Regions from separate parts of the Sparus aurata genome. Here region 1 is linked to region 2. The links are chromatin contacts, called in public Hi-C maps. All regions are on one chromosome and are shown on one strand. The core of a region is the stretch at or near the end of the contact, and the rest is flanking DNA. Distances in the headings are between cores, read along the strand shown. Region 1 holds the start of srsf5a (serine and arginine rich splicing factor 5a). Region 2 holds the start of cox16 (cytochrome c oxidase assembly factor COX16).

Evidence for each region. A called contact is a pair of places that touch in the nucleus more often than the background predicts.
Region 1: a contact with region 2 is called in a Hi-C map of an unstated tissue, with 2.7 times the contacts expected there. The contact joins the promoter of srsf5a here to the promoter of cox16 in region 2. A contact is called at or near these places in 2 of 2 Hi-C or Micro-C datasets (skeletal muscle and an unstated tissue).

Annotation. Positions count from the first base shown.
Region 1 is chr16:6,899,984-6,905,217 of fSpaAur1.1, forward strand. It overlaps srsf5a (serine and arginine rich splicing factor 5a), which reads right to left and starts at 2,641. Exons shown (of 8, transcript XM_030443791.1): 1 at 2,411-2,641; 2 at 1,019-1,150; 3 at 852-922; 4 at 258-389. The coding sequence starts at 2,632. LOC115597654 (deubiquitinase DESI2) reads right to left here. Exons shown (of 5, transcript XM_030443800.1): 5 at 3,906-5,234.
Region 2 is chr16:6,763,763-6,769,261 of fSpaAur1.1, forward strand. It overlaps cox16 (cytochrome c oxidase assembly factor COX16), which reads right to left and starts at 3,450. Exons shown (of 4, transcript XM_030443803.1): 1 at 3,279-3,450; 2 at 2,325-2,402; 3 at 362-430. The coding sequence starts at 3,338. actn1 (actinin, alpha 1) reads right to left here. Exons shown (of 22, transcript XM_030443750.1): 22 at 4,654-5,274. The coding sequence ends at 5,116.

The DNA of each region.
Region 1 (5,234 bases), core at 1,391-3,890, 140 kb after region 2:
GACAGTGTAGCTCCATGTTCATGGCTGTTATGTTTACCTACTTTGCGAGCCTAAAAGCTGTGTCAATATTTGCGTTTGATGGAGTAGTGGAAAATCGAGTTCACATTAATGACTACAAGTAATGTCAGGAATCTTTTTGATCTACATTTTCTGTCACGTTTGCAATTACTCCTGTTGACAACCGTTTTTTTCTAACTCTTAGCTTTAACCAATTTGGTGAAAACAGGTTACTCAAAGATATTATTAAGCAAAGGTACCTGGATCCACTGCCGCGAGATGGGCGATAGCCTCCACCGCCGCCGCCGCCGCCACCACCACCGCCGCCAAAACGTCCCATTCCAGGGCCGCCACCTCTTCCTCTTCTGGAGCGAGCGTGCTCGATTGTGACTCTGAAAAGAGAAGCAAGACATACTTAGTTTCAATCCTTGGATGACCTACAAATTAAATGTTACACATATCTATGAAATAGAAAATGTCGGTAGTTGATTGTGAGAAAATGGTCGGTGAGAAGTCTTGTTGTTATTTAGATATCTGTGTGGGCTGACTCAAAATATTTATTGGACTAAACAGAACACACTGCAGGGACATCATGAGTGATTTCAGCACTGTGACTTATTTATGTCCTCACAGCTTGGTGGGAGTAACATGGCTTGCAAGCTCCTCAATTCAAGATGTTACAAGAGCTATACCAAAGCTAGTTTAAGTGTTTGAGGTGTCACCGAAAACAAAACAGTTTTGCATCAAAGTAACCTGCTGGGGTGGTCGTCAGTTGCACCCACCATTCAGTCAGAGGGAACGTGTCGGAGTAAGGGACTTAGAACAAAAGGAGCCATCCAAGATTAGATCATTACCTTTCACTGCACAGTTCCTTTCCATTCAACTCGTACACAGCGTCATCTGCATCTCTGTGGTCATCAAACTCCTGAGGAGAGACGAAACCACGGATTGTTTGTTGTAAAAACGAAAAATAGGACAGGTTAGAACTCGTAATTCACACAAATTGGTCAGTCACACTCACCACAAAGCCGAATCCATTCTTGAGGTTGATTTCCCGAATCCGTCCATATCCCTTGAAAAATTTCTCCACGTCCCTCTCTCTGGCATGTGGGCTCAAGCGGCCGATGAAGACGCGACAACCACTCATTGTAATCTGCGGAAATGGGAAAACACGGGACTTGGTAAACATTAAACCAGAAGGTGGAGTAAAGATGGCTTAAAATGTGATGCATGAAGGTCAGTATGTTGACCTCACATAGCCAACAGTAAATTTCAGCCAGAGGGGCTTCCAAGCTTAATTAGTAACAGATCTGTTACTGATGAGCAAAGCAGTTACATGGCAAACGTTGTGCAGCACCAACCCCCAACATAGCTTCAGGATCAAATACTTATTTTATCTGATTTTATAAGCTCATAAACACATAACTAACATTGATTTTTGGGTTGTGCAACACTACTTAGAGGTCAGAGAAGGGTCACATTAAGTCTAGCCTGAGAGTGACAAACATGATTAGCATCAAAGCCACATGATAATCTAGGTTTGGTCAAGCCAGTTTCAGTAGAGTCGTTTAACATCACTCTGTTTTCACCAAAAGCCCGAAACAAAAGCCCGAAACTAACGCCCCCCCCCCCCAAACACTCATTCATTCAGTTCCTAGCTTACCAGGTAGGCCTACATCTTGCATCCAGATACAAAGACTCTAACCTAACTAAAATGGTTTTCAAAATGTTTTGCGGGAGGTGTCTATCGCGATACGTTTTTCCCCACACATGTACATTTCAGAGATGGTGTTACATGACGTTTTTTCATATTTTGTCGTCCCTTCTCGATTTTATTATGCTGGACATCATTTTAAAGGCACTTTGCAAAATTGCAAATGTTACCAAAGCACCAAAATCTACAAAAGCAAAGGTTGATTAAGTCATATTTAAAAATACGCCAAACAATAGCCGATTTACAATCGATGGGACCGTAGTGATCTCGATTAGAAAGCATTAGTAAAGGCCCAACTTTAACCAGCTAGCTAACGTTAGCTACGAGGGACACGCTGCGGTAAGTAGGCTAATCGTTTAAGTCTAAACTCACTCAATTATACGTCAATTCCGTGTGAAAATATCTGCAATGAAATCTAAAAATGTACCAAATGCCATCCTAGTTTAGATGGCCGATATTTACTGAAATTTGGGTGATCTTTAAACGGCCTGAAAACGTTTTTTTGTGGCGTGGTCGATCCATGCCGGCCGCAGCTCGCCTTGAGGTCGACATTAGCTAGTTCACGTTAGCAACGCGAGCTAGCCACCTAGCTTTAGCTACAAAGACGTTACTGTTCAGAAAATACGAGCACCGCGGTTAGCTAACTTGAAACCGTAGACTTAATTCAAACATTTAACATTAAACAAGTACAATCCTCACCGTATCTGGTTTCCTCGGAACGTCTCCGTTTTTGTTGTTTACGTCGCTGGCTTCCTGCAACTCTGACTGCCTCGTCTGAGCTCTGCTCGGTATTAAAATGGCGAGCGAGTCGAAAGAGCGGGGAACAGGAAATGCTGCTACACTCACGTTGCCAGTTTGGGGTTGCTCATTAACTTCCGCAGTTAATACGTAACTTGTTTTGAGTTGGCGACTTGGCTCCATTTCCGTGCACACACATACTGCAGAGGTTATATTAACTTATCATGGTTAAATAAACAGAAACAAACGTGAATCTTTTTTCTTGTTAAGAAAATTGGCGGAGCTTTTTAGCTCTCCATAAAGAGGGATGCAACACGTATTTGGCAACCCACTTCACAGTCTATGTAAGCAAGCAGGAGAGCTGGAAAACATCTGATGTTTTTACAGTTTTTTAAACTACCTGCGCACAGTTCCATGTAATTATTTATATTTTGATATGTGGTTATGTTTTATGTTTATTTTGATATTGATATATTGCTGCTAATTGAGGCTGATGACAGTGTTGCTGGCTGCTTTGTCAGCCCAATGTGATCTTCCTTCATGTCCTCATTATAATCATTTCTACATATTGCTCCTTATTTTAAATCTGAAAAACGTTAGTATCCTTTTCTTTGCTAAAATAATTTTGTCATCACCCACTGTATATTTAGGCACACAGCCCAAATGAACCTTTTCTCACTTTTTGAGGGTGACACCAATACTGATATTGGAGTTATGTTAAAAAGAATACAGATAATGATACATAAGATACATAACTCAAACAAAATCCTTCATCAGGCTCCTATAAATTCGTTTTCCAAAGACCAAATAAGTACAAAGTGAGATGTTTTATGGATAAAAAAAATCAGTTATTGGCAAATATATTCACTAAACATGATACATCTATGATTACCTGATATTAGCCCATATGTTTGAGTAGTGGCATCTAGAAATTGTTAATGTATAAAATGAAATATCTGGTTTGTAGTTTGTATCTAGTGAAAGTAAAACTATTTAAAGTTAAACATCTGACAGATCAAATGAATTGCGTCGTATTGCTGCTTAAATTTACAAAACAATCCAGTATAAAAAAGTCACAGCCTGATGTAACCACACATGTTAAAGGTAAAAGGCCACCTGTTGAAAATACAGCTGCTGCTATGTGAGGCTGCCATTAGCTATTTCACTGAGTTAGCAGTTCAGCTAGTGGTGTGGGAGCTGGGAAACCACAGGACTGTCTGTGTTTACACCGCTACTACAGGAGCTTTGGACCGAAACAGGCCAGGGCTAGCCAGTTAGGATGCAAACTCCAGTCGATAGCTCTGCAACACAGTATATAGAAGTCACAACATATTATTTCTTTCACATCCTGTCGATAATTTTAGTTATCGAAAAACATATGTCATCATCCAGTATGTATCGTTTAACTGCCCACCCCTATCCATCCTTTAGGTTACAACAGAAGAGGCACAACATCTCTTTGTTATTCTGTCTCTTTATTCTAGTACTATATCATCATTCTTGAAATTGTCTTGGGTTAGGAAAAGGAAATACAAGGTTAAGGTTGACACAGTACGATAGAAAAAAATACCTGTCTGGTTTGCTCTGTAGAAAGTGCCAAAGACTGGAATACTGGAATACTGATCACTGTACAGCTCCCTTCAACTCAAAACGTAAACCAAAGGATCTGAACACAATACACTTGGTGAAATGTAAGACTACGTCCAAAATAAAGAAGAATATAGCTTATTTAAGAAACATGAAGAAGAAGTCAAATGATCAATTTGCACTTTCAACCCCATTTTTGAAGGTGTTCAGCGGGAATGAGACGAATGCCACCATGAGGAGTCACGTGATTTCCTTCCTGAGAGAGGGCAGCTGTTGTTCAGCACACTACAGCAGGAGGGATGGGACGAGATTAAAATCACAATGTTTGTCATCACCATTATAATTACCGCCGTCGTTAAGATCGGAGGGGGGTTGACGTTCACGGGGCTGTTCACCTGCATGAATGCTAAAACCGCAATGACCACAAATAACCTCATGACATCATGTTTTACCTGGATGAGAAACTGATCTGCTCATTGCAACGAACACATCTTCGGATGTAACTTTTAAAAAAGGTTTGTTTACGATCGACAAAATGCTTTGTATCCACAGTTCACAGTTCACATAAATCATAAAAACATTAAAAAAAAAAAAAAAAAAGTGGTCTTAAAGGAATAGTTTGACATTTTGAGACGTACACTGTTTTGATTGACTCCACTCTTGTGCCTCTGGGACAAATACCTAGCTTAAGGCAGCACCTGGTTAGCTTAGCTTAGCATAAACACTGGAAACGGGGGAAGGAGGGGTGCTGAGGCCTTGGAAAAACCAACACAAGTCCCCGTTTTTACAGACAAAAAAAAACAAAAAACCTAATGTTTACCATTGCAGAAATATCAACAAGGTCAAACTAATTAAGAATTTGTCATAGACAGCGTTTCATAAAGTTTAAAAAGTTTCTCCTGACGCGACAACAACAAAATTTAGTGATTTTTTAAGGGAGGCTGGGGAATATCTCTCCCTTTTCATCTTCTTGCTATTTCTGACCGTAGTCGCTGGGGCTGCTTTGAGCTATAGCTTGTTGGTGTTCAAGTTTTCTGTCTGCTGTTGTCATTGGCGACCTGAACTGCGGCTGAGAATCATGAGAGTGGTATCAGTCTTCTCATCTAAGTCTCGGCAAGAAAGCGAATACATGTTTTCCCCAAAAATAAAGAAACTATTGCTCTAACGACGGCTGTGATCTAAAGGAGAATACTTATTG
Region 2 (5,499 bases), core at 2,200-4,699:
CTACCGGTCCAAGCCGTCTTGAATTATTTCTAAAAACGATTTGACCGGAGGCTGCAACACTCAAGCAAACACTTTCACAGTCCCTGTTCCCTCCTGAATATTTTAAATGATATAAACACGTGTGAAGTTTTCTTATGCAATCCTCTGTTTTTTTTTTTTTTTTTACTTCTCCAACCTCCAAGCATGTGAGTTTTAGATACCTGGTGAAATGAGTTTTTCTAAGGACAAAACTTCTGTTAAAAAAAAAAAGAGAGCGTTTTTATGACACTCTGTAGCACGTATTGTTTACCGGCACCACACAGATAGTTTCCCCTCATCTTCTCTCACCCCCCTCAGCGTCTCACAGCCCGTCGCTCCTTACCTCATACTCCTCCTCCAGTATGGCTGACTGCTTCTGGACGTTCACTTTGGCCTCCAGTGACGGATCCAGCTGAGAGAGGGAGAGAGAGAGCGGAGAAGAGCGGTTACTGAACAGAGCAGGACGTCTTGCATTCACAGCAACACGGAGGAAATGGAAACAAACCAAACAGAAGAGAGGAAAAGATGCGGAGAGGATTGTCGCTCGAGATGAATAACGAATATTAAAACGATGAGGATTGCATGGTCGCAACTTGTGACTGAAGCTGCGAGAGGCCCCTTCAGGCAGCAGCTCCTGCACCTCCTCTTTGTGCATTATGTCTTTAATGTATAAATGATGACATCTGCAGAGGAGGTGAAGTAGTTCTCTAAAGAGCGTTTCTCACCAGCGTCAAAGTCGAGTTCTCCAAACCTGGAGGGAAAATCCAATTTAGCCTGTTTGTGCTCTGTAAACGACGCCGCTTGATTTGGTGTCAACTTCGCCAGGTTTAGTGAAAACTGAAAAAAAAGTGATGCGTCAGAGAGTTTTTGGGGGAGAGAAAGTCCAATGGAGCTATCTGGGTTTTGCAATTCAAATTGATTTTGCCCGAGAATAGGACTGAAATGAATCCCATTCTGAATCATTACTTTTAATGAGTTCTAATATTTCATAGCAATAACGCCGCAGTTGCTCGGCTGACTGATGAGTTTCATAGTTCCGTGATTGATTTTTAATTAGACCTACATTCCTAAAGCAAATAAATAATATATAGAATATTTCGCAGCCTTCAGAGCGGGGAATTAATAGCTACAATAATTAGTGTGACACATGCTATAGAGCCTGAAACACACGAAAACCTGCACATGGAGGATGAAAAGGCCTCCAGGTTCATCTGTCTCTCCGGGCTAAATTAAATAGTTGACGAGAAAATGCTAATTAGATCATACAGTGACTTAACCCTGAGACGGTGCTTTTAATCATTTAAGTGGGCAAATATCTGTGAGAACGGAAATGGAATCGACGGCCAAGGAAAGAACCGAAAGAGTGCTTTTGAGCAAGTGCACTTTTTGACAAGTGTTTAGATATTCCACGCATTAAATTACATGTGCACACACGCGCTGAGCAGCAGAGTTTAATCTTTGCTCCACAGGGTCTGAGAGGAGAGAGGAGAGCGGCTCGGCGTGCCTCAGGCCGCGTCAGACGAGAGCGAGCAGTGTGGGGGCAGCTGCACAGGCACGGTGCCAGGGGCGACGAGGGCGCCACGCATCCCCTCCACCCTGCCGCCGTCATCCACAGTCTAGTGCCGCCTCACATGGACAGTAATAAGAAAAGATGCCCCTGCCATCTGGCTCCCGCCCAGATGACGTGCATCTGAGTAAAACAGCACAAAACAGCCACTTCCCCTCACAGCCAGCTCATCAGATTGTAATGGCTTCTAATAAAGAGCCGGTCTTCCGTCATTTTAATGAATTGGGTCTGTCAGTTAATGAATTATTAGAGCTTGTTCGCGCTTCTTGCTCTTGTATTGATGGGTTAGAAAAGCCCGTCAGTGCTGTGCGCCTGCAGTGCGTAAAATGATGGATAGACAATGTTTCTCATTAAGATGCTTTATAAATACAATTATAAATAAGCCTAAAATCAACTGCAGTGAACAGAGAGATTCCAGTCTCACGGATACCGAAACGTGCCATTTTAACTCTGCTCTGTTGGTAGAAATCATGATTCACACTTGCATTTATGTGTCTAACCACTGAGGGGAGTCATTGTACACTGAACAAAAGTTTAAAAACAATTTCATGAAATATTATGCACCGACAGATACAAAACTTGATATGACGTTGAAATATATATATTTTTTTATCAACCCATCACTTATGGTAGAATAAACTGTAAATACTGGTATGATAACTGTCAACGTTTATACCACATTACACCTTGACGCTGGTATATTAAATGCCTGTAATGTAAAAGTAATTCTATGACAAACCTTTTTTCGGATCTTCTGCTCGTCATACCGAATTTGTGTAAACTCTTTTAGGCCAAAGGATCCTCCAACTACGAGCAACTGAAAACATAAAAATAGGTAATGTTAGTTACTTTAATCCTAAATGCTGATGTCAAGGCAATGAAGAGCATTTGCTACAATAAAGGATAGAGGGTGTTGGTTTGGAATAATGGACATTACATCACAATTACATTTATTCCCAGTTGACCTTGATACATTTTACAAATAAGCATTTGATAAAAAATAATTCAACACTGCCGCAAATCACAGTACAGCCTCCAAAGTGACTATAAAGTTGAAAAACACCTCCCTAACACATACTCTTCATTGTAGTCTCCAGCTTTAAGCATTTAAGGGAAACTTTAAAGCACCACCTGAACAACCAGTTGTCCCTTACATGTCAACACTTAATAGTTAAAGCCTTAACACTGTTTACAACCTACTTCTAGATTTATGAATCCTTTATTTTATTCATAAAAGCAATAGAGAAAGAAGATTCCATTGCATTTTCTCCTTTTACACAAGACCATGTGCTTATTTAAAACTACTACATTAACACTTGGCCTTGATTAACAAGTGGACAAGTTTGAAACCCTATTCTCTTTGAAAGACAACACAAAAAGGGCGATTTTTACTTGTCCAATCTAGATCACAATGAAGCAACTCTACAAAACCACTTGTCAGATCTGGACTAGATTAAACCAGACAAGCTAAAGACTGTTTAAAACCCAAAGTTGGGGTTCGGGAAACATTTATTATATTCTATTCTGGAAAACAAAGGCGATCACTAAGAACAGTTCATTATCATGAGCAGACAGATAAAATACTAACCTTTAGCAGACTTATGTATCCTGCACTTGCTAGCTAAAGTGTTAGCTAACACAGCTAATCAACGCTCAATAAACACGTAAACACTTCAATATTTAAGTTACTTACGAGCATGGGGACTCCATATCTAACTGTTTTGTTTCTCCGCAACGCCCTTAAGTTAAACATGACTTTTCTTGTCAGCTACAAGTCATTTTACTGACAACAACATCGAGCAGGTCACAGCTCGGAGGCGTTTCCTGAACGGGTCCGACGCTTAAACTGTCCGTAGAGCTGTCGAGATACGAAGGTTCCGGTGTGTGTCCGTCGAAATATATTTCTTTAATGACGAGAATTAAAATTAGAATTAGCATTAATGTCAGGATGGCATTAATTAATTTATGAAATTTGAAATAAATTGATATCATTAATTTGCTTCAATATTTATTTACCTTCATATTAATTAAACTGTTTATTTATTTCCACATTTTATTTTCCATTTTAGTTATTCATTTATCTTTTGAAAATGTTTACATGTAACCGATGAATGAATGTTTTATTGTTTATTTTATTTTTTAAGGATTTTGGAGGTTTCAGTCTTCCATAGGTAAATGTTTAAAAGGGTTTGTGCCAAAACCTCTGTTGTTGTTGTTGTTGATGATGATTTCATCTTGTCATCTTTTGTCTCATCTTTAAAAGCTACAAGGAAACTTCTCTTTTGATACTTCATAAACCGACCTGTGGACAGGCATCAAGAATAACAATATAAATCACTTTAAATAGCCAGTCCTCTGGCTTATGTGTTGTTTATGTAGGTCAGATCGCTGAGTCTGTTTTTGGGGTTGTTGTTTTTTTTTGTTTTTTTTTTACATTTTTAATGTTTTCCAGCCGTCTCTGCAGCCACTGGTTTCATATCACACACCTCTCTGTTGGCTCTATAAGGTGTTTCCACTTAATTTGCCTCATTAGAGCTTTTCACAGCACTTTGTCTGTGCTCAGGACAGGTGCTGCACCTGAATGCATCAGGTTTATTGTTTTTACGGCTGAACCAGCACTGGATTACCAAAGGGCAAAACAGGCAACTACTAATGGGCCCCAGCCCTCCAGCGGCAGCCTCATATAAGAAAAATCTAAGAATACAAAACTCTTGAACAGAACAAAAGTCCTGAACTGGTTAATAAAGCCCCTACAGATATCACTCAGAAGAAGGTATACAACTTTTAAACTTTACAGAGGTACGATGCTCCACCAGCTCTGCCACTATGCTGCCGGTTTCCTCCACTTCTCTTCCTGCAGGTAATCTCTAACCTCATGTGGGAGTATTTAGGCCAACATAATCATTTTAATGAGCGCGGATCCTGTTCTTGCCTGCTTTCTAAGGGACATAAAGATATATATGCATACAGTTTTATGATGAAGACATTTTCTTAAGTGCAAACTGTAACGGTAAATCCACCAAGAGCACGAGTCATCCCTGCGGCAAACAGAGAATAAGAAGAGAACGTACAGCAATTTTTCTTTATTACAATTTTCGTCTCTTATTTTCAATCAGGTGAAGAAAAATACCTTTTTTTGTTCAGTATAATAAAATATGTTAACTTTATTCATTTTATGAAGAAAAAACAATGACAACAAGAAAATAAAAACAGAAACAAACATTTTTTTTTTTCTCTCTCCCTCTTTGTAAACCTGGAGAGCTGCTGCATTGCGTGGGAAGCAAATACAACGTAGACAGAGTGTGAGGGAGCAGGGAGGAGGCTGGAGAGGTTTGGGGGGGGGAGGCGGAGGAGAAGGAGGAGGAGGAGGAGGAGGACACAGAGGAGAGTGACAAAAAGATAAGGCCAGAGACATACAAAAAATGAGCATAGTAGGACAGGAGTGTGGTGGAGGGGCAGTTGGAGGACGTGGCGGTGATCAGAGCAGGTAGGCTGGTGGTCCCGAGTCAGGACGACTGACGACAGAGTGTTCAGAGGTCGCTCTCTCCGTACAGAGCGGTCGAGAACGACATGTAGTCGAGGGCTCCGGGCACGCCGTCGGGGCCGGTGTAAGGGGCCATGCGGGCTATGCAGTACTCCGCCTGGTCTGGAGGCAGCTCTCGGCGCAGCTCGTCGGCTAAAATGTAGTTCTGTCGAGGAGCAGAACAATAATGTTACGTTTTAGGTAAGAAAAGCAGCTGAAAGCACTAAAAAGATTCTGTAATGTGATATTGGGCTGGCAGAACAAATTCAACAAGTAACAAGGAAAAGAAGTCCGACGAGGTATTAATGCGTCTCTCAATTTGCCAGCTGAAGTATTTTTTATGGATTTATGTCCCCCCTTTTTCTGGTGGTTTCTGGTTTTGAAGTTCCTT